2 separate regions of the Sus scrofa genome follow, and region 1 is linked to region 2. A link is a contact called in public HiChIP or PLAC-seq data. All regions are on one chromosome and are shown on one strand. The core of a region is the stretch at or near the end of the contact, and the rest is flanking DNA. Distances in the headings are between cores, read along the strand shown.

Region 1 (4,241 bases), core at 299-2,798, 260 kb before region 2:
CAGAAAAAAGACACAGTATATTAAGTTTCTCCTAGTCCTCAAACTGGATTTTCATTAGGGCCACTGCCTGATTCTTTTTTAGTACTGCCCCAGGCAGATTGGAGAGAGCTTATTTTCATGGTTAGCAAGGGCATCATTCAAAAGACAATTTGAATGTGGTCATTTATGAGTATTTTTTTTCCCCCCAAAGCTACTGTTTGGATAACCTACATGGAAATGTTTAAAATACCCAGAAAATAAATGCCAGTTCTAATCTGGCAAATACACACACATAGAACAGCAGATAATTCTGAGTGCATGCATGTGTGTGTGTGTGTGTGTGTGTGTGTGTGTGTGTGTGTGTGTTTGGAGGAAGAGAAGAAGGGTTCTTTTGGAAATGGATAATCTAGGCCAAGTTAATCATCTATTTTCCAGCCCTTTCTCACCAGATTTAAAGAGTCTGGGGATATGGAGACAAACCAAGAAAAAAATCAAGGTATAACTCTTCAAAGAAACATTTGAATTTGCGTTCTTCAAAGATTTAGTTCTGAGCCATCCAGAAATGCCTGAGACGCGTCAGACCCTAAAGACATGACTAACTCAACGCAAACAAGTTGCTTTCCACACGCTCTGTGGGCAACCAACATGTTACAACATGGTATTGTGCACGATTGTGTGGAAATACTAAGCATTTCTCACAGTCTTTTTCTTTACATAGTTTCTCTGTCACACATATGTTTAAGGATGTTTTTCTATTTGAATTTTTGCTTTTTTTTTGTCTTTTGTCTTTTTTAGGGCTACTCCCACAGCATATGGAGGTTCCCAGGCTAGGGGTTGAATCAGAGCTACAGCTGCTGGCCTACACCACAACCACAGCAACTCGGGATCTGATCTGCATCTGTGACCTACACCACAGCTCTTGGCAATGCTGGATCCCCCACTCACTGAGGGATGCCAGAGATCGAACCCATGTCCTCATGGATACTAGTCGGGTTCATTAACCGTTGAGCCACAGCAGGAACTCCTGCTTCTTCTTTTTGAAAGGCTAATGGCAAAGCGTTTAAAGGCAGTGGATTGCATAAAAATATTAGTTTCACCAAATTGAGTTCAGCTTCTGTGTACATGTACTTATGTGCACACATACACACACACAAACACATATGCCCACTCACACACACAAACCTCTTCCATCCCTCCTACGGTAATCTAAATAATTAATAGCTGTTTTCTCTTTGGTCCTTTGAAAGAAGCATTCCTAGGCATTAGAATCTCTATCATTCTTCTGCCAAAATGCAATGAATTCCTCTTCAAAGCTGTGACCCCGGTGATTTTGCTCACTGCCAAATTTCACATCATGAAGAAAAATAGCTTGATATTAGACTGATTAAATTTCAAGGAGAGCTGACAGAATGGAGTTCTTCAAAATCTCAACTCTGCCAATTTTTGATGTCTCTAATTTATTCTAACAACCGTTTAAGTCTAAATGCCTCCATTTTAATCACATTAACAGTATATTACAAAGAGACTCAACACCCAAAGAACTCCAGTGGTGAAATGATTTTGGCAATTCCCCTTCCTCTTTATGTCTGTGATGATCAAATAGCTGCTAGCAGAGACCATTTGCTGGAGCCAGCACTTCAGTAATTTCCCTTTGACTTCTTCTGTTTCCTTAGTCACAGGCCTGGACCTGGGCACTTGTCCAGATATTGTAGGGGAAACATACACACCTATCCCCACAAGCAACAGCAAAGGTACTGAGCTCCTGGCATTGGCAGTTAGCACACTCGAGACCTCACATGTTTCTTGCATTTGACTGCAGTTACAGATCATTAGCTGTATGAATCTAGCCAACATCAATTCACACCAATTCGGAGCCCAGGTCTTGACTGGCATCAGGCTTTAACCAGGGAGGCAGTGGTCAGGGCCCTGCAGAAACTGTGTGCTCCTAGCCCCCCTCCCGTAGCCTGACCAGTTGATAATGTATCAGGCCTTCAACAGGGTCAATGTAGAGATTTGTTCACACTGAGCCAGAACCCTTGCCAACTTGCCCATGCCTTTAGCTGTGTATTCACATAAAGCTGCAGGAAAGCTGAATATTTAATGCAGATATTTTATTTGAAGCCAAGTGCTCCTGTTCTCCAGGGTCTACTTTCTGTCACCAGCCTACCTCCTAGGAAATAGAATACACATTTTTCAGCCCTGCACAAGCCAAGCTATTTTCATATTTCGTTTCCCAGCAGTCATCAAACTGCATGTGGGCACAGGCTCTTAAAAACTCCAATATCTCTTTACCATTTTGGCAATACTGCTTGGTGGGTACAAGTTGGGTCTTTCCTATTGGCCAGTCTGTGCTAACCACTCAGGTCTGCCCCTCACTATGGAACTTTTAGCAAGTTATTTATGCCCTCGGAGATTCCGTTTTCTCAACTATTAAGATAGGGAAAATATTTGTTCCTACTTCACTCAGTGGTGCTGTGAGAAACAACTGAAATCATGAACAAAAAGTCCTTAACAGAATCTGGCCTATGGCGAGTGCTTGGTAATGCACTTAACATAGTAAGTGGGTCAATAAGTCCTTAACCAATGTTACTGCTAATGTGGTCATTATTAATGTGACCTACTTGTAAATTGATGGAATTCAAGATTCATCATGACTTGATAACACACTCACAAACACAAAAAAAGGATGAGGAAGTTACAAATTACAATAATTTCTGCCCAGTATGGACTTTAGGGCAGCAACACGCTTGAAAAAAGAGCTGAAGGACTGTCTTAAAGTTACCTTTACATACTAAGTCCACTCATTTTCCTTAGATTGTGTGATTACTTAAGGCAGCTTGGTGAGCACAGGGTCTGATGGAGATGCAAGGATACATACCATCCTTCACTATCTTCACATTCGTCCCTTCCACCCTCCGCCCTGGGTGTCCCATGTCATACTTTCCCTGCAATTTTATCTCCCATAGCCAAGAACAAAGATTTTGCTAAAAAATTATTTTACAAGTTCCTTTATTTCCACATGAAAAATCTTTGAAAGAAATATGCCATCAAAATAGAATTGAATACCAAAGCACAGATTGTATTCCTCCTTGTTGTTAAGCCATGGAAGCATCTTATAACCTTGGGAGAATTCACAGCATCCAATCTGGGTGGAATCCATACTGAAAGAAGTATTGAGTCAATTCGTCAGGCCACTGACCTCAATCAGGCAATAAAGGTGGTGGAAAAACAAGATTTTTTTTTTTTAAAGTTTACCTTTCATTCAATCAACAAATACTTTGGAGAATAAAGAGGAGGGCTTTGGGATTATAAAAGGTGAACTAGAAACTTTTATTGGTACCTCAAGATAGAAGGAGTGCTCAAATTTCTGTTTAGACAGCAGACCTATTTTCCCTGTAGAAATCAGAAATATTTCCTTGTATATTGGCTTGACTAAAGACAAATTATCTTTTTTTTAATTCTTAATTTTTGGTTAAATGATTTACAATGTTATTCCAATTTCTGCCATATAGCAAAGTGAGCCTTATATTATCTTCCATCATGTTCTATCACAAGATAGTGGATATAGTTCCCTGTGCTATACGGTAGGGTCTCATTGATTATCCATTCTAAATGTAATAGTTTGATCCACTAACCCCAAACTCCCAGTCCATCCCATCCCCCCCCCCCCCGCCTTGGCAACCACAAGTCTGTTTTCCTTGTCTAACAGTCTGATTCTGTTCTGCAGATAGGTTCATTTGCGCCACATTTTAGATTCTACATATAAGTGATATCATATGGTATTTGTCTTTCTCTTTCTGACTTACTTCACTTAGTATGAGAATCTACAGTTGCAACCATGTTGCTGCAAATGGTATGACTTCATCTGTTGGGACTAATTCTCTTAAATAGAACTAGAACACATTCTTTTTTTCCCTTAAACAGTTGGCCCATCACATAGAGATTCAGACTCAAAAGAAATGGATAAAACACAAGTATAAAGCCACCTCTGAGCCTCCTGAAAGGGAAGAATCTCGAGCCAAAGAGAAGAGTGCAGTTTTCAAGTTTCTCACCTCTCCCAGGAGAAGTCTCATGTTTCTACCTGGGAAGTGAGAGGGGAAGTTTTTGGACACTTGGGTCCTCTAAAAAGTAGAATCCACTCCTATCTGTCTGGACAATGGACAGCACTTCTAACAGTGGGATTCAGTGCTGCTAACAGGAGGAAAGCACTGGGCTTGAATGTATGTCCTGCTGCCTTATGCCGTCCTGGAATTAGAACAATG
Region 2 (3,907 bases), core at 177-2,676:
GATGTACATGGAATATGCACCTAAACTAGACCAGAAGGCATTACGGTAAGTTCCTACAGGAAGTAATATATGAGCTGAGATTTGAAGGATGAATGGATAATAAAAGCCAGGGAAAGAAAAATGAAGTAGTATGTTTAAAGCAAGAGAAGAAGCACGTACAAAAATAAGGAGTATAAAAGAGCTTGTTATCTTAAAGGAACCATAGACATTGCAATATGAATAGAGCAAAGAATTAGAAGGGGAGAAAAACAAGATATAAATCTGGAGAGTTCAATTGAGGCCAGATTACAGAGTAATAGCCAGGCTCACTAAGGGATGTGATTTTATCTTAAAAGTAATAATAATCTTTTAAGAAACTGTGAGAAGAGTTATGATGTGAAAATGCCAATAATAGTATTAACAATGGCTACATTTTTTTGTGCACTGCTATTCTCAGGAACCATGCTAAATGCTTAGCACACACCATCTCAACTAATTCTCAAAAGAACTCCATAAGGTAGATACTGTTAGTATCCCTATTTTTTCAGGTGAGATCCCTGAGCTAGTAAGTGATAGAACCACAGCCAAGAAGGAACTTGAGAGGAGTAAGATTAGAGGCAGAAAATCTGTTGCATTAATCCCAGCCTGAGATGATTGGGACTTAGTCTAAAGCAATAGACAAGGCGTGGAGAAGAAGGGCTGGGCAGGCAAGAATTCAGGAGTCAGAACCAGGAAGCTGTTGTTCACAGTGGAAATGGGCAAAAGGGAAAGCAAGTAGCCAACAATAGCTCCACATGTGATAGACTGGTCATCTATGACAATGATGCCAGAAAGGAGAAGTAACTTTGAGGAGAAATACATTGGATTTGAGACATTCGTAAGATACAAAAGTAGAACCATCTAGTAAGCAGTTGACTCTATGATTAGGATGTTAAGGAGAGGCACACAAAAAAGGTAATTGTTCAAACCATTGGAAGGTATTTCTCACTCACGTAAAAGTCTAGGACAAGTATTTCAGGCGGATGGGTGCTCTCCTTCATATAATTATTCAGGGAGCCAGGCTGATGGTAGCTGTTCCATGTTTAACATGTGGTCTCTCTGCTTAGAGGAAAAAGTGGAACTTTTTTTTCCTTTCTTTCTTTTGTTTTGTTTGTTTGTTTTTGTTTGTTTTTTAGGGTCATACCTGAGGCACATGAAAGTTCCTGGGCTAGGAGTTGGATTGGAGCTGCAGCTGCAAGCCTACGCCACAGCCATAGCGATGCCAGATCCAAGCCACATCTGTGACCTATGCTGCAGCTTGAGGAAATGCTGGATCCTTAACCCAGGGAGTGAGGCCAGGGATCAAGCCCGTATCCTCATGGATATGAGTCTGGTTCTTAACACACTGAGCCACAATGGGAACTCCTAAGAGTGGAAATTTGAGGCCAGAGATTTCCTCATAGCAAGTGAGGAGGAAGTTGCATATATCACGTTAAAATAATATTCCCTACCCTACAACTGCCACATGTCCATTCCTATTGCAATAGGGCTAGGAAAGGCCATCCCTAGTTTAGGTGACACAAAGCGGCTACAATTCTACTATTATGGAAAAAGGAACAGGTATAGAAGTGTAGTTGCAAAGTTTACAGCCATGGACGTGAATTTGATTACTAGGAAGAATGTTAAAAATGAGAAGAAAAAAAGACCAAAAATGGCATGGACGGAAGAATAGTCTCTTTTTTAATCTATGTGAGAGCCATCAGGGAGATTTTCTTGTCTTTTTGTAAATCTTGAGTCACATTTCTAAGCTATGTTCCCCTGCTCTTTTAGCATTTGGTAGCCTGACTCTGGATTATCTACTTCAGCACATAAAATGCTATGGTAAGAAATGACTCCATTTCCAGTGACAATTCCAGGGCAATCACCCTCACTGCCAACAGCATGCTGTAGTTTTGACCTTCTGCTTTATCTGCAGAGATCAGCCAAAGCACATAGAACGCATTTTATAAAACCTTTGTATAACATAATTTGTAGGATAGTTAATATATTAGATAAATCACAGTTAAAAGGGTTTGAAGGGGATGAAAAATGACCTAATACTAACAAGATACAATTTCACAAGAATATAAACAGTACAGATTCTAAAGAAAACCTAAGTTCCTAAGAAAAGAAGTAGCAGACCTTGCTCAACAATAGTTAATATGAGGACCTCAAGTTTTATGTGACCACAAGATCAATATGCAGGAACACTGTGATGCAATTGCTAAAATGTAATGTAGTCTTAGGCTTTATTGGTAGGCTTGGTGCACCCAACAAAAAAAGGTTGGCACACAAAACATTTTACACTGAGCTGTTGGGAGTGCCATGCTAGCATTTACAACTTACAGTCACCTTGAATTCCTCCTCTCCCTTCCTCTCACATTCAATTAATATCAATTCCAAGAGTTCCTTGGTCGTCTAGTGGTTAGGATTAGGCGCTTTCATTGCCATAGCCCAGGTTCGAGCCTCAGTCTGGGAACTGAGATCCCGCATGAAGCAGTGACCAAAAAAAAAAAAAACCCCAAAAAACTGTAGCTTGGCAATTAATATCAGGTCCCATCTATTTTACTTTTTAAATATTTTGTGACCATTGTGATACTGAACTATAATTAGAGATATGAGTATATATATACATAAAATACACACACATAATATGTATGTGATTTTAGAGAAAGAGGTATAAACACATATATCAGTGTGTGTGTGTGCACGTGCGTTTCTTAGATCTGTGGAAGGAATGCGCCTAGTAGTAAAGACACCACGAGAGCAGTGATCATATCTAACCCCCAGACCTTCGTTTGTAAATACTATTTCTCACTAAAAAAGAACCAGGGATCCTTAGAGAAACGTACACGGGATAGGGCAAGGAAACCATAAAATGAGTCTGAATCTCTTCATTGCATGAATGTGCTAAAATAGGGACATGTCAAAAAAGACAGGGAATCCAACTTAACAAATACTAAAAAGAATGGGTGAAGGTTTGATAAGCAAGAAGATATTTACACAGTTACAGAGTAATCACCACAAATTAATTATTAATTACAAAGAGAAAAATGGTAACTTTACAGTAAATTAATCTAACAAACACAAATGTATTGAAGTTATCAAGGTTAGTGTCACCCATAACAAGACAAGTTGGTATGATGTGCTTCCTGACATGATACGCTGAGGACATATCACTTCTATGCTACTACAATCAAACACACAAAACCTGAAGCTAATTGTAAGGAAACAGCAAAGAAACCCAAACCCAGAAGGATATACTGCACAGTTACTAGCTTTACTTTTCAAAAACATGAAGGTCATGAAAGAAAAAGAAAGGTTGAGGAACTGTTATGGATTAAAAGAGCCTACAGAAACATGACAATTAATACAACGTGATCCTGGATTGTATCCTGGACAAGAAAAAAAAAAAGCTATATGTTATTGGAACATGTTGCAAAATTTGAATAAAAATGATGAGTCAGATATTAACATTGTACCAATGTTACATTCCCTGATTTTGGTAGAGATACTTTGGTTATGTAAAACATAGTCCTCAGGAAACACATATTAAAGTATTGGGGATAAAAAGAAGATAAAGAGAACCGGAAAGAACCAATGCTAAAGAAAATGGGGAAAGTGTTAAGAATTGTTGAATCTGGGTAGAGGATGTAATAGAGCGCTTTGCAATATTTTTTGCAACTTTTATGTAAGTAAAGAATTATATCAAAACTTGAAGCTAAAAAGATAAACTTCTGAATCTGACCCAAGTAATTAGACTGTAATTACAACAGACAACAATCTAAACAATAAACTGTTTCCTGAATCTGTTAAATACTTCCAATGCAATCTAAGAGATTTCATCTACTTTGCAAAAAGAAAAGAAATGGAAAAGTATATAAAGTCTCTTGTTTACATTAGCCCTGTC

Evidence for each region. HiChIP or PLAC-seq counts read pairs in DNA pulled down with a chosen protein or histone mark.
Region 1: a contact with region 2 is called in an H3K27ac HiChIP or PLAC-seq map of alveolar macrophages. The contact joins two enhancer-like sites. A contact is called at or near these places in 1 of 47 Hi-C or Micro-C datasets (embryonic fibroblasts) and 1 of 2 datasets of contacts at active chromatin or transcription factors (alveolar macrophages).

Annotation. Positions count from the first base shown.
Region 1 is chr1:18,791,033-18,795,273 of Sscrofa11.1, reverse strand. The region is part of intron 5 of LOC102160169 (a long non-coding RNA gene); the gene reads right to left. Among named protein-coding and RNA genes, the nearest start is that of ADGB, 240 kb to the left of the region's middle. Within about 2 kb of position 1,548, at least 1 of the 83 cell types and tissues checked has an H3K27ac peak or open chromatin away from gene starts, as enhancers often do. A contact at or near this core is called in alveolar macrophages, where this site is marked.
Region 2 is chr1:18,532,815-18,536,721 of Sscrofa11.1, reverse strand. All of the region lies in intron 1 of LOC102160169 (a long non-coding RNA gene), which reads right to left. Among named protein-coding and RNA genes, the nearest start is that of STXBP5, 22 kb to the right of the region's middle. Within about 2 kb of position 1,426, at least 3 of the 83 cell types and tissues checked have an H3K27ac peak or open chromatin away from gene starts, as enhancers often do. A contact at or near this core is called in alveolar macrophages, where this site is marked.